5 separate regions of the Mus musculus genome follow, and regions 1, 3, 4 and 5 are each linked to region 2. The links are chromatin contacts, called in public ChIA-PET, HiChIP or PLAC-seq and promoter capture Hi-C maps. All regions are on one chromosome and are shown on one strand. Each heading gives the region's core, a stretch centred on a gene start, on an enhancer-like site or on the middle of the called end of the contact. The rest is flanking DNA. Distances are from core to core; before and after follow the strand shown.

Region 1 (2,700 bases), core at 64-2,563, 410 kb before region 2:
CCAGCATGGAAACTTTCAGCCATTTCAGTGTTCAGCCAATGTTCCTGGGTTCAAAGAGCTACTGACTTACACACAGAAGTACAGCTGTAGAGCAACTTTCACCCTGTGAGCAGAGGAGCTCTGGGTCCCCTTGTATTGCCATGGAGAATAACAACTCTTCAGAGACTTAAACATTTTTTTTAATTAGTTCTTTGGGGATTTCCTAGTATACCAGCAGTCCAAGCACTTGGTCAAGGCAGGAAGACCAGCAGTTTCAGGCCACTCTGGGTTACATAGCAACCTAGCTCCAACCAACCCAACTCCAACCAATCCAACTCCAACCAACCCAACTCCAACCAACCTAAACTAATTTCCTTGTATTTTTTACTATATGTCTGTCTGTTGTGCCTATGTCTTCATTAAGAATCCAAGAGGGGACTTCAGCTCTCATTATCTTTGGCTTCGTTGTGCTTCAGGGAAGATAGTGCCTACCCTTGGATTTCCTGCCTTGACAGTTCAAGCTCCTATTCTTTAAGTCAGACCCTCAAATTCCTTCAGTGGAGGCAAATGATGGCACACAGCAGTTGCAGGTCATCACCATGAAACTTCTCAGGAGAGCAGCCATGTTCTTGAACTATCAAGACTCTTGACATTTTATGTTCTTTTGCCTTGACGACAGTTTTGTGTGTTCAGAATCCTGGAGGAATGCAATTCCAGACTGTGTTCTAGCTCCTCACCAGCCACTCGATATCTTGAGGTAAATTAATTTATTTCAAATGACCATACTGGCAATGTTAACTTTGAAAGCAATGGAGTAGATGGTTTCTAAGATCCTTTTTCATTTTAGTATTCTAATGGCAAGCAGGTATTGAGGAAATTGTCTTCAGTTATTGGTTCTGCCTTCAACACTACCAGTGGATCTGGTTTTAAGGTTGGAAGTTGTTCCTTGAGAGTCGACGCCCTTTACTTGACAAGCTGTTGGTTTCTCCTTCAGATAACAGTCTTGTTTTCTTCTTGGTTGGGATTCTTCATGTTCATAGGGTCACTGAGAACTTTGGCTCATCAGGGTTCTCTCCTTTTGGCAATATCTCTGTAGTCAGGTGTAGGGTGGTGATGTGAACCCCTCACTGACATTTCACCAGATAGTCCTTCCATTAAGATCTTTCATTCTGACATCATCCCTTCGTCATGGTCCCTTTAAGGGAGCGGCCATAGTTGAGTGGTGGGAGCAGCTGCTGGCAGCAAAGAGACTAACAGGATTAGGCCTAGCCTGGGCCACTCACCGCGCACGCTCAGGACCGGGGGCTTGGTGGGAAAGGGAGGAGGGGCTTGTGGCGCGCCTGCGCATCAGGGGCGCGCGCAAGGGGCTGGTTTGGAGATCCCTTTAAGAAAACCACTGGCGGAGGAATTTCTCTGAGAGAAAATAATCCTCCTCACGGGGCCCCTTGGAGGCCATTAACCCCCCGAGTCCCGGCCCCCCTGCCCCGGCAGGCCCTTGCGCCCACGCGCCCGCCCGTGGGACCCCAGGAGCTGCGGCTAAGCGCGCGGGCCTCCGCCCCCCTCGTCACTCCCGCGCCAGGCCCGGCGGGGGCCGAGGGGGACCGAACCGCAGCGGGTGAAGCGCCGGTGTCTGCAGTGTGGGCGGGGGCCGAGAGGGGCCGCGGCCGCCGCGCCGGGAGCCGCCGCGGTTCCGAGCGGGGCCCAACATGGCGGAGCGGGAGGTGGAGACCGGCCCCCGAAAGAGGGTAGGTGAGGTGAGGCCGCGGGCCGTCTGCGGGCTGCGGGCTGCGGGCAGGCGGGCGGGCGGGCGGGCGGGGGGCGGGGCGCGGCCGGCCCCGAGCAGCCCGGAGCTCACGGGTGGCGCGGTGGTCGACGGCCGGAGGGAGGGGCGGCCCGAGGCGGCACCGGGGTCCCCTCGGCAGGTGGGACAAAGCTCGGTGGCCGGCGGGGAGGGGGAGGGGCGGGGGCCGTGGTCCGCTTGGCTCCCCTCCCTTTGCCGGCGTGTGGGTGGTGGTGCGTATTCGGGGGGGGGGGGAGCCTGGGAGACGCAAGGTGTCAGACTCCGCTTCTGCATCCTCGAGGAAAAGGGAGTCTATGGAAGTTTCTCTGGGGAGAGGTCAGGTGGGGGTAGAGGTGGCGGGAAGAAGTCGTGGAGGATTGGTCGTTTCCTGAGGAGTAACCGGGAGGGTGCTGCGGGAACCCCGGAGCCAATTCATCTTCCTGCCTCCACTCCCCTCCCCCTTGACCGTTATCAAGCCCCAAAGTGGACATGGTGCTCTCTTCACCTTAGAAGAAGTGGGGTTGTCGTCTTGAAGTTGGGGGAATGTGTTCTGATAGCCACGGATGTGTTATAGTCTAGCATTCTTTACCTGCAGTTAGTAACGTGGAAGAGTGACAAGTTTTGTCCTTAGGATGTACCCAGCCAGCCTTGCCTGCCCTAGGTAAAGCCTTGTCTACACAGGAGTTGTAAGCCGTTTAAAAGTTTGTCTTGAAACTTTTTTTATTTTTAATTTAGTTGTGATTCATTTTCTTCAGATGGAGAACAATACTATCCACTGAGTAATGTTTTTCAAGGCTTTTTTTTTAAACTTCCCCTCACCCAGCATGTTAAGCATCAAGTTTGTTAAGTTTCCTATCAGGAGTTTTCCTTTTGGAAATGGTCTCCAAATGATGAGTTAGTTGTTAAACCAAGCTGCTTAAAACATGAATCTTAACCAAAAA
Region 2 (2,759 bases), core at 164-2,663:
ACTAGGTGAGTCCTGGGGATAGAAGTCACGCTGTCAGGCTTCAAAACAAATGTCTTTATTTATGAGCCATCCTTCAGATCCCACTGTGATAGTCACACACACACACACACACACTCACTCATGTCATAATTGTGCTCACATACCATTCTTCTAACTTTGCCTCCCTGTCTTTGTCTCCTACTTTTATGTTTGTTTTCTTTCTTTCTTTCTTTCTTTCTTTCTCTCTTTCTAGTAAGAGTCAGCAAAAGTGTGGCTTATGAAGTCAGCCACCTTTTGAAAATAATGTTATTTAAATTAAGGCTTTTTAAAAAAATCCTAGTGAGGCAAAAAGACAGGTTGGTGCACAACGAGATCTTGATTAAAGTCTGTTATTTTGTTCAATATCTAATCGTGAAAACTTCATGTCAAAATAAGGCTTTCATAGCCAGGCGTGGGGGCGCACGCCTTTAATCCCAGCACTCGGCAGAGGCAGGAGGATTTCTGAGTTCGAGACCAGCCTGGTCTACAGAGTGAGTTCCAGGGCGGCCAGGGCTACACAGAGAAACCCTGTCTCAAAAAAAAAAAAAAAAAAAAAACAACAACAACAACAACAACAACAAAAAGGCTTTCCTTTGGTGATTAGGTTTTTCTGGTACCCCCATTAAATCTGTTCTTAAGGCAACTATTTGGCCCTAGTCCTGGCTCCAGAAAAGAACACAGATCACGGAAAAGGTTTTCTATGGCCAAATTCCACTAGTGAGTCACCAGCTACTGGAAGGACGCTGTGAGCCAGGCCACTGTAGGCAAAGACTGTGGGCCCACGCGCGACACCCTTACAAGTTCCTTCCAGAACCAGAGTTCCAACTGCTTATACCCCTCACCCTGTGCTTACAGAGACTCCCACCCCACAACTTCCAGGCCAGGCTGGCCAAGGCCTTTTTTTTTTTTTTTTTTTTTTTTTTTTTTGTGGGGATGCTGTAAAGGGAGCTTGCGCGGCAGGAAACGCGCCAAAGAGCAAGGCGGGCTGCAGTGACAAGCTGAGGACCCGGCTGGGCGGACAACAGCGCGCGCCGCCGAACCAGAAGCTGTGGGGACTGAGCGCGGGAAGCCAGATGGAGACCCTCCAGAGGCCCCCAGACTCAGTCCAGTGGTCTCGGAGCGGTGCACGCCGGGAATTGTAGTCCTCCCGGCTCGGCGCTCTGGCCCTGCTGGGTTGACTGTCCCACTCGGCCCTCAGCGAAAGGCCTCCACAGCCCGGACCAGAGCCTAAACTCACCTCAGAACCCACCTCGCCGGTCATGATTCCGGCCTCCCTTCCGCACAGCTCCAGGAGAACGTGTCTGCAGTAACCTCAACTTGACGGCGACAGCTCCCGCCGTCTCCAGCTCGGCAGCGAAGTTCGAGCTTTCGCGCCCAGACGCGGTACAACGCTCAACCTTGAGGGTTTGCACCAATCCGAGGGAGGGTTTCCCTCCGAGGCCCCACCCCTATCGCCCTGCCAATCAGGAGGCGCCTCCTGCCTGCCCGGCAAATGTAATTTGCGTTGGTTTGGCGGGTTGCGGCTGCTCTTGTCAAACAGATCTAGGAGTGGCTTTGGGGTGTCTGGGGGTTCTCGGGGAGCGAAGAGATCCCGCGCTATGGCTTAGAAAGAAGGTATCTTGCGAATGATGTTCTTGGACTTTTGACCTATGTCTTCGTTCGATGGGTCGTACCGTATGCAATTAGAGGAGAGAAATTTCAATGCAGGAAGTGAACTGGGAAGAAGTTCCCAGGATTCTGGGAGTGTCCCACACCTGAATTTTTTGCTGAGGGAACCTTAGACCCCAGTGGAGGCTTTCTCCATCAGTTCATCCCTGGAGCAATCCTAACCTGCAGAGTTAATGTTTTTACCTCTTCGGGTCGATTCTCTGTCCTTTCTTCCCCATGTTCTATAGGCAGGCAAGAATGTCCTTTCTGGACTGTATTGTCCCAGCTGACTTGTCTTTTGTCTTCTGAATGGTCAAGCCAGTGTTAAAACTCCTTACAAAGTTATTATAAAGAGACCAGCTGGCACAGGGAAAGAAAGATCTGAGTATTTATTATCCTCCATCCCACCCAAACCCCCCTCCTCTCTAACTCCCCCCACCCCCCTTCACCTATTCTGGTATGGTGACCAACTCTGTCCAGTTTGCTTAGGACTTTCCCAGGTTTAGCACGGAAAACCTCACATCCCTAGAATCTCCTCAGAGGATACGAGGGATGACAGTCACCTCTGACACTGGTCTCCCCTTTATCTGAATACACATTCAGATAAAAAACAACTCCATTTCTCCACATCTCCGCCCACTTCTACACCCCTAAGGGTCTTGAGCTGGGGATGCAGCTCAGTAGTAGAGCTCTTGCTTAGTTAGTTTGCATGAGGCCCTCCCTGGTATAATCTCCAGGCTTCCAAAAAATACAAAAAAGAGTCCCATCCTCATATTTTACCCCCTTTTTAAAAAAAAAAAGGCTATTTTACTATGACCGTATACATCAATGATTCACAAATATGCATCTATCTGTAGCACTTCCTCCAGCATTTGGAGGACTGACTTTTATTGGCCATACAGTTTGTGACAAACAATGGGCAGAATTTTATAATCATCATTCTCTTAATCTTTGGAGGAAGCGTGTAAGGGAAGTAATGTGATCGTCTCGCGTCCACTGTCACCTGCTCTTTATGATTTCCAGGCTCACCGAGAGCATCCTCCAAAATCTCCCTTCTCCTGTTCTGTTGCCCCAAATTACACTTCTGTCTAAAG
Region 3 (2,700 bases), core at 150-2,649, 330 kb before region 2:
AATTTCATTTCAAATATCTCATTTATCATTGAATTTTGTTTTCATCAACTTCATGAAGCTCTGTGGGCTTCATGCTCATGTATCGATTACATCTGTTCTAAGTCTGTTGGCCTTCGGGGGCAAGTAGAAAAGGCGTATTTGAGTGGAACAGTTTGTCATTTTTGCATGGATGTGTAACAATATGAAAGGATTTCCGATGAAAAACCAACACAGCATGAAAAGTAAAGCCCTTCTTCCTGTGGCTTCTTATGATGTCCAGAAGTGTGAGCTCTGCTGGCGATGTGAATGAGCCAGCTGCTTTTATTACAGTGTTTCAATATATTGATGAAGCAGGCCTTGTGTAGAGAAGTCTGCTTACCTAGTCCCCTCTATTGAGTAGAGAAGTCATTTCATGTGAGATTTGTTTTGTTTGCTTTTTTTCTTTAGAATCTCAAACTTCTGAACAAGAACTGTTTCTAGACACCAAGATATTTGAAAAAGGTTTGTAGTTATTAATATATTTTAGTTTTTAGAAATACTATTCTCTGCTAACAATAGGAACTCAGAAGACTATCCTTGGGCTTAGTAGTTTATAATTTTACCTAGTTTGTGAGGGACATGAATTGACTGTCATGCCAATTTGTAATGCAAATAATAAATATCTCAAATATTTTAATATTTGAGATAATGCATTGTAGTGTTTACTAAGAATATGAATCTAATTCTGTGAAGCCGTTAAAGAAGTTACTTGATTCTTTGTTTCGCGCGTGTGTGTGTGTGTGTGTGTGTGTGTGTGTGTGTGTGCAATGTGTGTGTGCTTGCGTGTGTGTGCGTGTGTGTGTGCGTGCGTGTGTGTGTTACTTCCTCACAGAAGCATCTGGGTCAGAAAACTGCACAGGTAAATGTAGTTTATACATGTATGTGATCAATATATATTAAGGTTAGAAGGCATCTTTGGGTATCTTTCCTCAGGCACCATCTGCTTGAAAAAAACAAAAAGACTTTTTTTTTTCACTGGCCTGGAATTAGCCAAGTAGCCAAGTAGGCTAGTCTGGCTGTCCAGCAAGCTTCAGGAACTCACCTGTTTTAGGTGCTGGGATTACATCCTGACATCATGCCTCTCTGTTTTTCTTTTTAGAAGTAGGTTGTGGGGCTCAGTCTCAGGTCCTCTTGCTTACATAGGAAATACTCTACTGATGAAGTTCTCTCTCCAACCATAGTTACTTTACTAGTTGTGTCCTAATAATTATCTTTTAACCATATTTTGGTTTTTAGGATGTAGGAGTTCAGGAGAGTTTCTAAATATGTCAGGAGAGCATGTTTGGTTTCTTCACTTTCAGACCAAGGAAGTACATATAGTGGTGATCTTGAGTCAGAAGCAGTATCAACTCCACACAGCTGGGAAGAAGAGCTGAATCATTACGCATTAAAGTCGAATGCTGTGCAAGATGCTGATTCAGAACTGAAACCGTTTTCAAAAGGGGAAACAGAGCAGGATCTGGAGGCAGACTTCCCATCAGGTTTGTACCTCATAGACGGCTGAAGGTCGTCATAGACGGCTGAAGTCAGAAGATTGGGAGAGCTCCAAGTTTGCAGGGTTAAACGGTGTGAAGTGTTCGGGAGTCTTCTGCCTTTATAAATGTGAATATCTGTTGCAAGGTTCTTGTAAGTGGTTAATTTTATTGTTTGCAATTTTTAATGACCTTTTCAACAGTAACTATTTACGGATGGTTTCCTTGCTAACTGCCGTTTCATTCATGTGTTAAAATCCGTTGTGCATCTTAACTATATAAGCGGAGGTCTTTATCACGGAGACTGGACTGATGATTACTGATACTAGTCTTATGAGCTCTCTTAAGTCTGTGTGTTACATACCTCACACTGGGCTTTCTGCTGCTTTTTTCAGAATCTTTTGACCCACTTAATAAAGGACAGGGGATCCAGGCACGTTCTCGAACAAGACGAAGACACAGAGATGGATTCCCCCAGCCCAGACGGCGAGTAAGCGGAAGCTTAAGTTTACAGTTTGTGTTCTTTTGTTTAGCAGTATTTATTAGTTTTCTGATTAAAAGCTTTGTAGGAGCCCAAATTAAGTATTTTCATTCTTTTTTTTTTTTTTTGTTTTTTCGGGACAGGGTTTTCTCTGTATAGCCCTGGCTGTCCTGGAACTCACTCTGTAGACCAGGCTGGCCTCGAACTCAGAAATCCTCCTGCCTCTGCCTCCCAAGTGCTGGGATTAAAGGCGTGCGCCACCACGCCCGGCTCATTCATTATTTTTTAAGTGTTTTAGTTTTTAAGGTTTTTTGCTTTTGTTTCTTAGTGTGCAAAAAAGAAAACCAACAATACCATTTATTACATATTTATTTCTAATCAGGACGTTTCCTTTGGTATTTAAACTTACAGACTTTGACTTACTACTTTAACAATCTTTTTATAGCCCTGAGAGAGATCAGGGTTAAAGAGTACTTGTTGCTCTTACAGAAAACCAAGGTTTGATAACCAGCACCTACATGACAGACAGACAGCTCACAACTGCCTGCTGCTCCAGTTCCCAGAGCTTCTGGGTGTCATCTTCTGCTCTCTACAGGCATTGCATAAACATACATGCAGGCAGAATACCCATAAACATTAAAAAAAAATTGCGGGGGCACTTTTTATAATCTTTAATGGGCCCATGAGATGGTTTTAGAGGGTGAAGGTGCTTGTTCCCAAGCTTCACAG
Region 4 (2,794 bases), core at 1-2,500, 260 kb before region 2:
AGAGCCTGACAGGTGCACCAGCGTGATTGCCCTGCATTTGTTAATTCTGCATTTGTTAAGCCCTGCTCATCAAATCCTCCCCCACTACGGTTTTGCTTGTTTGCTTGTTTGTTTGTTTGTTTGTTTTAGTCGGTCTCAGGTAGCTCGGGCTTGTCCCAAGCTGACAGACAAGGATGACTTGAATTCATGCTTCTCCTGCCTCCACTGCCAAGATAACAAGTGTGCACCACCACACCGGCAAATCTTGGGCCTTCAGGTCCCTGCAGAATCTGCCTCTGAGAAAATGAGCCCCACTGAGTTCTCCAAGTTGGGCAGCTACTGACTTAGGGATCTGGGGCTCCAAAGCCCACATTTTCAGAGGCTCGGACAGGGCTATTTTGTTTCTCCTCTGTTCTTAACTCTCCACGTCCTCTCATCTCTGAGGATGGGAGCTGAGGACTTACCTGGGTGTGGTGCTGAGGTGCTCTGAGAAGAGGCCTGGGGCGTGGGGGTGGCATAGCTGTAGGAGGGGGCCACTGGCAGAGGGGCATCAGTTGGACTGTGCTCAGTGCTTTTTACTTGCGGAGTACCAGATACAGGACTGGAGTGCTCGGATGGTTCAGGATGGATGGACACATTCTTGGGCCACTCAGGAGTCTGTGTAGTGTGGTTACTGGTGAAGGAACCGGCAACTGTAATGGTTTTGCGGACCTGAAAAATGTATGAAAGACTAAGTGCAGCAGGCAAGAACCACAGATTCAATGGGGCCGGCTGGGCTCGGGAAATGACATCAAATACTGAAGAAATTAATCCTACCACTGAAATCAAATAGTGTTAAAGTTGGCAGAATATCTGCCAGACATGCCCCAGGTTTGGTCCCCAGAACCCATTCTTCAGATGGGCATGGTGACTCTTACCTATAATTCTAGCACTCAGAAAGCTGAGACAAGAGATTGCCAAGAATTTGAGGCTTGCTTGGGTTATGGAGTTAGAGCCTGTCTCAAAACAAATAAACAAACAGTTTTCTTTAAAACAAAATAATCTGGGAGCTGAAGCAACAGCTCAGCAGTTAAGAGCACTGGCTGCTCTCCCAGAGGACCTGGGTTCATTTCCCAGTACCTACATGGCAGCTCAAAAAACACACGTGATTCCAGTTCTAAAGGATCCAACAACCCTCTTCTGGCCTTCGTGGGGACTAGGCACACATACAGCATGCGATGAGCAGGAAGACAGGGGTGGGGGGACAGACAGAAAGCACTACTGGCCACTTTAAGGACCCACACTGGCGAGCAGCCAAAGGATCATATGCAGAGAATGGCAGGGTCAGGTGTCTGTCTATAGGTCACGTTGCACTGCTGGGATTTGAAGAAGTCCAGGGACAACAAGAACACCACCACATTCAGCCAAAGAAGAATGCAGAGTAGCTAAACCAGGGTTGGGGTAAGGACTCTTATGAATCAACTTGCCGGAAATATAATTCACATAACATAAACTCACACATCACAAGAACACAAGGTCAATTTTTGGCAAATGTCCACACCCACATGACAACAACCTAGAGACAGAATGTTGCTATTAGACCTAAGATTCGATGTTGTCCTCACTAACTTCCTGCCTCCTCCAGACTCAGGCAGCGGTGACTTGTTTTCTGTCACAGGAAGACTCATCTGGGTTTTCTTATACTTTTTATAAAAGAAACCACGTGTATTCTATTTTTATCTCTAGCTGTGTTCCCCCGACATGGTTTTGAGATTCATCCATGGCACTGAATGTATTGGTAGTCCACTGGGTTTTGTTTTGTTTTTTAATTATTATTTTTACTGAGTAGTATTCCATTACAGAGATGCTTCAACATTTATTCCCATTCATTTACTCAGAGAGATTTAAGTTGTTTTCAGCCCCCAGGTGTTACAAATAGAGTTGCTATGGGTACATATATTTGGACACGAACAAGTTTTCATTTATTTGTTTATTTTGAGACAGGATCTTATTATGTAGCCTTGGATTCCTAAAATTCTAGATACATAGACCAGGTTGGATTTGAACTCACAGAGATCTGCCTACCTCTGCCTTTGCCTCCAGAGTGCTGAGATTAAGCTGTGTGCCACTGTGTGGGCCCTATTTTCATAGACTAATATTTAGGGGTAGAACTGCTGACTGTGCTCCTCAACACTGAATTACTGGGTGGGTTGCTGTGCGGCTGACATTCCATGGCAGAGAGCACCAGTGCCAGGCCCGGCTTCACCAGGGCTTGGTGCTCCTGCACTTTTACCCTGCCTTTCCAGTAGCTGTGACTGGACCTTCTCTATGCATCTCTCTAATGATGTAGGACATCCTGCTGCTGACCAGTCACTTCCCCTTTGCTAAGGTCTACTCAAACCTTTGCCCATTTAAGGCTTTACTGAGGTACAATTGACACATATACACAAAAGATATTTTATGTTTTTACTTGGTCAGATTTAGACACATATGAACACCTAAGAAATCATCTATTCAAATGAGCATACCTTTCACTTCCAAAGACCCCTCATGTTCTTGTGTGATTCCTTTCCCTGCCCCCTACATTCCCCAAGCAGCACCCTGTACAGACTCCCTGTCCCTAGAAGTCATTTTCCATGTCCTAGAACGTCACATGAATGGAATGACATGGTAGCGGGGTTTCACTGTATAACCCTGGCTTCCAACACACTATGTTCCTGCCTCAGCCTCCCTAGAGAGTGGAGTGCCACCCTAGAGAGTGCCACCCTAGCTCAGAGAATTTCCCTGCCCTTTGCTCCTCTTCTTTCTTCTTCTCTCTCATGCCCCCCCCCCCCAC
Region 5 (2,700 bases), core at 49-2,548, 390 kb after region 2:
TGCTGGTCTTCAGCAAGAGGAGTGGAAACTGGAGGGCAGTTTCTGGACGGTTTTCTAAGAAACTTCTGAATTCTATTATCTTTACAAATACAAGATGAGAAAATAATTTTTTCAATATTTTTTATTAATCTTTTTATAAAATGAAAAGAAACGCCTATGATTAAGGATGGTGGTTATGGCTGGGTGGTCTGTGGGGTTGTGTGTTTTTGGGTTTTTCCTTTTTTTTTTCTCTTTAACCTTACGTTTTGGGTTGAAACATTTTCAGATGTTGGGGGGCATCCTCATTAAAGGGTCCTTGTGCTTGCCTTCCGGGGCAGCGGTCCCCAGCAGGTGAACCGCTGCCTGCGCGCATCTGTTGGACGCCGACTGCACCCTCCTCCCTCCCCAGCCTTCGCTCTTGGGTTGTTGTGCATACTTCCCTTTACTTTGCTAATTTCAATAGTTATGTTGGTTTTACTTGAATGATTCATGTTTAGGGGAGAACAAAAAAACACCCTTAAATTTTTGTTTCAACTCCTCCTGCAAATAAAAACAATAAATGAAGTGGCAGATGTAAACGGACTGTGTTTGTTGCTTGTGTGAGTGACCCTGGGTTAATAGGTCCCATAGAATATACCATAGTTTTCGTCTCTGGGAAGAAGGACTTCTTGTTCTCAGTGGAGGCTGTGCATTCTGTGTTTTTGACTCCTCCAAGAACCAAACCTAGCTACCATGCCAGAAGTCAGGACTTTGGCTTCCTTGGTGCTGGGGCAGGGGTCAAGGCTGCAGTGAGCTGGCTCGGCCTTTATATGTTAACCCACAAGGAAGAGGTGAGCCTAGCCCAACTGGTAAACTGGGTGGACCCTAACCTTCAGACTCTTGCCAGCCCTTATTAAAAGTTGATTCTTGCTGCCTTTCCCCAAGGAGAATCTGCAGTAGTTATCAGAAATCCAACTAGGCCCCCAAGTGAGTCGAAGCTTCAGGGGGGGTTGAAGTTTGGAATATACCCGCCATAGCTTTTCAGAGACAGGAGCTAGTATCTCTATCTGGGGCCACTTTCCCAGGAATGGCCCCACCCTGGTATGTACCTCTTCCACCTTCCCCTGCAGCTAAGAACTTGCAAGCCAGAAGAGGGTGGGCCAGGAAATGTTATAAAAGACATAGAGTCTGGCCTAGGTTGGGAGACTTGGCTAAAGTAGAGCTCTTGGGGAAGCTGTTACCCCAGCCCTGGGCTGAGACCCTGGACTCCTCCTTCAAGAATTGGGGCCCAACCTGCTGAGCCAGGCCGCCCACTCCTACTACCTGGATCCTGACCTATGACTCGAGTCTCCGCCTCATCCACATCCAGTCTACCGCCTGGCGGCTTCGCCCGCCCTCCGAGCACCCAATGCCCAGCCTGACGGTCAGGCTGCGCAGGGAGCCCCAGAAGTCATGGGTATGTGTGTGGGGGTTCGGGGTGGGTTCTTCTAAACACTTTCCGAAGGGCAAAGTCCACGGACGTCCCCACAGCCTTTCTTAGCTCGCTTCCGCCCGTAGAGGTCCTGGTCCTGGCCAGATACCGAGCGCAGACGGAGGACGAGCTGAGTCTGGCTCCGGGGGACGTGATCCGGCAGGTGTGCGCGGGGCCCGCTCGGGGCTGGCTGCTTGGGGAGTTGCGGGGCCGCCGCGGTCGCTTCCCCAAGCGCCTGGTGCAGGTGAGGCCTGGTACGGGTATGGCTGCGCGGGGGAGCAGGAGCGGCCCTGGCCTCAGCCTCGGGCCTTGTGCCTAGTGCCGCCCCTATGTGATTTTCCCAGGAGATTCCGGAGGCCCTGCGGGGCGTCACCGAGTCCAGACCGCGCTTTCCGCGCCGTAGTCGCCGTGAGTCGGGCGCTGGGCCGGCGGGTGGGGCCTCACTGCCCGCGTGGAACATGACGGCTGTGGGTGGGGCACCCGCGGCTATTTTGCAGCCCCCTGATTGGCTTGAAGTACAATGCTCCGCTCGAGGGCGGGGCCTGAAGCTACTAAAGGGAGTTCTGGGGTCCAACTCTTCCCCAGTGCTGCAGACGGGGCTCCCTGCTCAGAGCTGCTTCCCTGCTTGTCTGGCCTAGGTCACCCCATCAACTCTCGGGACCCCCAAAGATGGTGCAGAGTGAACTTCAACTACAGCCCAGAGCAGGCAGACGAGCTGACGCTTCAAACTGGGGAGATTTTGGAAGTGATAAAGGAGGTGAGGGGTCCTGGGGGCACTTGGGGAGATGCTGCAGCTATTCACACAGAAGAAAGTGAAGTAAGGGTGGGGGCGATGGGAAGGGAGGCAGCTGGGGAGGATGTAGTCCTTGGGTAGAACCAAGGATGGACACCTCAGTTACTCTTGGACAGAACCAGATGCTCCCGCATCCTTCCCCTTCCCCAGATTGAGGACGGCTGGTGGCTGGGAGAGAAGAACGGGCAGTTGGGAGCCTTCCCATCCAACTTTGTGGAATTGCTGGACAGTGGGCCCCCAAGTGAGACCGTGACCCTGTGATCCCCTGGGACCAGACTCAGCAATCTTCAGCGATCTTCCCAGTGACCCTCCTGACCTCGTGACCCCTTTGGCCCCCTCCCTTGACCTAGCTAAATTAGCACCTCCCTAACACCATCGATTCTTCTTCTGCAGGCCTTGGAAATACAGACATACCGCCAATTACCCCAAATTCACAGAGGCCTCCTAAGGTAAATTGGGTCATGGTGGGCACAGCCAG

Evidence for each region. ChIA-PET counts read pairs in DNA pulled down with a chosen protein or histone mark. HiChIP or PLAC-seq counts read pairs in DNA pulled down with a chosen protein or histone mark. Capture Hi-C pulls out chosen DNA fragments and counts their contacts.
Region 1: a contact with region 2 is called in an H3K27ac HiChIP or PLAC-seq map of epiblast stem cells, with 7 times the contacts expected there. The contact joins the promoter of Zmym4 here to the promoter of Clspn in region 2. A contact is called at or near these places in 15 of 39 promoter capture datasets (the 3T3-L1 cell line, the C10 cell line, the HPC-7 cell line and 12 more), 1 of 15 datasets of contacts at CTCF or cohesin (the NIH/3T3 cell line), 6 of 484 Hi-C or Micro-C datasets (CD4 T cells, CD8 T cells, Th1 cells and 2 more), 14 of 115 datasets of contacts at active chromatin or transcription factors (the 230-238 cell line, the SCID.adh cell line, bone marrow-derived macrophages and 9 more) and 5 of 9 other capture datasets (adipose tissue, embryonic stem cells, liver and 2 more).
Region 3: an H3K4me3 HiChIP or PLAC-seq map of bone marrow-derived macrophages shows a contact between it and region 2, with 3 times the contacts expected there. The contact joins the enhancer-like site here to the promoter of Clspn in region 2. A contact is called at or near these places in 21 of 39 promoter capture datasets (the 3T3-L1 cell line, 3T3-L1-derived adipocytes, the C10 cell line and 13 more), 3 of 15 datasets of contacts at CTCF or cohesin (the NIH/3T3 cell line, pro-B cells and stem cell-derived epiblast-like cells), 4 of 484 Hi-C or Micro-C datasets (cerebral cortex, embryonic stem cells and nephron progenitors), 14 of 115 datasets of contacts at active chromatin or transcription factors (the 230-238 cell line, the NIH/3T3 cell line, the SCID.adh cell line and 6 more) and 4 of 9 other capture datasets (adipose tissue, embryonic stem cells, liver and 1 more).
Region 4: a contact with region 2 is called in an RNA polymerase II ChIA-PET map of memory CD8 T cells, with 10 read pairs. The contact joins the enhancer-like site here to the promoter of Clspn in region 2. A contact is called at or near these places in 6 of 39 promoter capture datasets (cranial neural crest, frontonasal cranial neural crest, liver and 3 more), 2 of 484 Hi-C or Micro-C datasets (bone marrow-derived macrophages and nephron progenitors), 12 of 115 datasets of contacts at active chromatin or transcription factors (the 230-238 cell line, the SCID.adh cell line, bone marrow-derived macrophages and 8 more) and 4 of 9 other capture datasets (adipose tissue, embryonic stem cells, liver and 1 more).
Region 5: a contact with region 2 is called in a promoter capture Hi-C map of liver. The contact joins the promoter of Sh3d21 here to the promoter of Clspn in region 2.

What each region holds. Positions count from the first base shown.
Region 1 is chr4:126,966,840-126,969,539 of GRCm38.p6, reverse strand. It overlaps Zmym4 (zinc finger, MYM-type 4), which reads left to right and starts at 1,313. Exons shown (of 30, transcript NM_001114399.2): 1 at 1,313-1,724. The coding sequence starts at 1,686.
Region 2 is chr4:126,555,634-126,558,392 of GRCm38.p6, reverse strand. Clspn (claspin) reads right to left here and starts at 1,413. Exons shown (of 26, transcript NM_175554.4): 1 at 1,256-1,413. The coding sequence starts at 1,279.
Region 3 is chr4:126,888,795-126,891,494 of GRCm38.p6, reverse strand. It overlaps Zmym4 (zinc finger, MYM-type 4), which reads left to right. Exons shown (of 30, transcript NM_001114399.2): 21 at 427-480; 22 at 1,320-1,499; 23 at 1,886-1,980. Among named protein-coding and RNA genes, the nearest start is that of Gm25604, 29 kb to the right of the region's middle. Within about 2 kb of position 1,399, at least 13 of the 459 cell types and tissues checked have an H3K27ac peak or open chromatin away from gene starts, as enhancers often do. A contact at or near this core is called in bone marrow-derived macrophages and hematopoietic stem and progenitor cells, where this site is marked.
Region 4 is chr4:126,812,152-126,814,945 of GRCm38.p6, reverse strand. AU040320 (expressed sequence AU040320) reads right to left here. Exons shown (of 21, transcript NM_133886.2): 4 at 444-690. Among named protein-coding and RNA genes, the nearest start is that of Gm24161, 4.6 kb to the left of the region's middle. Within about 2 kb of position 1,250, at least 38 of the 459 cell types and tissues checked have an H3K27ac peak or open chromatin away from gene starts, as enhancers often do. A contact at or near this core is called in memory CD8 T cells, where this site is marked.
Region 5 is chr4:126,161,939-126,164,638 of GRCm38.p6, reverse strand. It overlaps Sh3d21 (SH3 domain containing 21), which reads left to right and starts at 1,298. Exons shown (of 16, transcript NM_001162533.1): 1 at 1,298-1,414; 2 at 1,516-1,673; 3 at 1,774-1,837; 4 at 2,068-2,186; 5 at 2,373-2,463; 6 at 2,616-2,671. The coding sequence starts at 1,411. It overlaps Thrap3 (thyroid hormone receptor associated protein 3), which reads left to right. Exons shown (of 12, transcript NM_001356455.1): 12 at 1-557.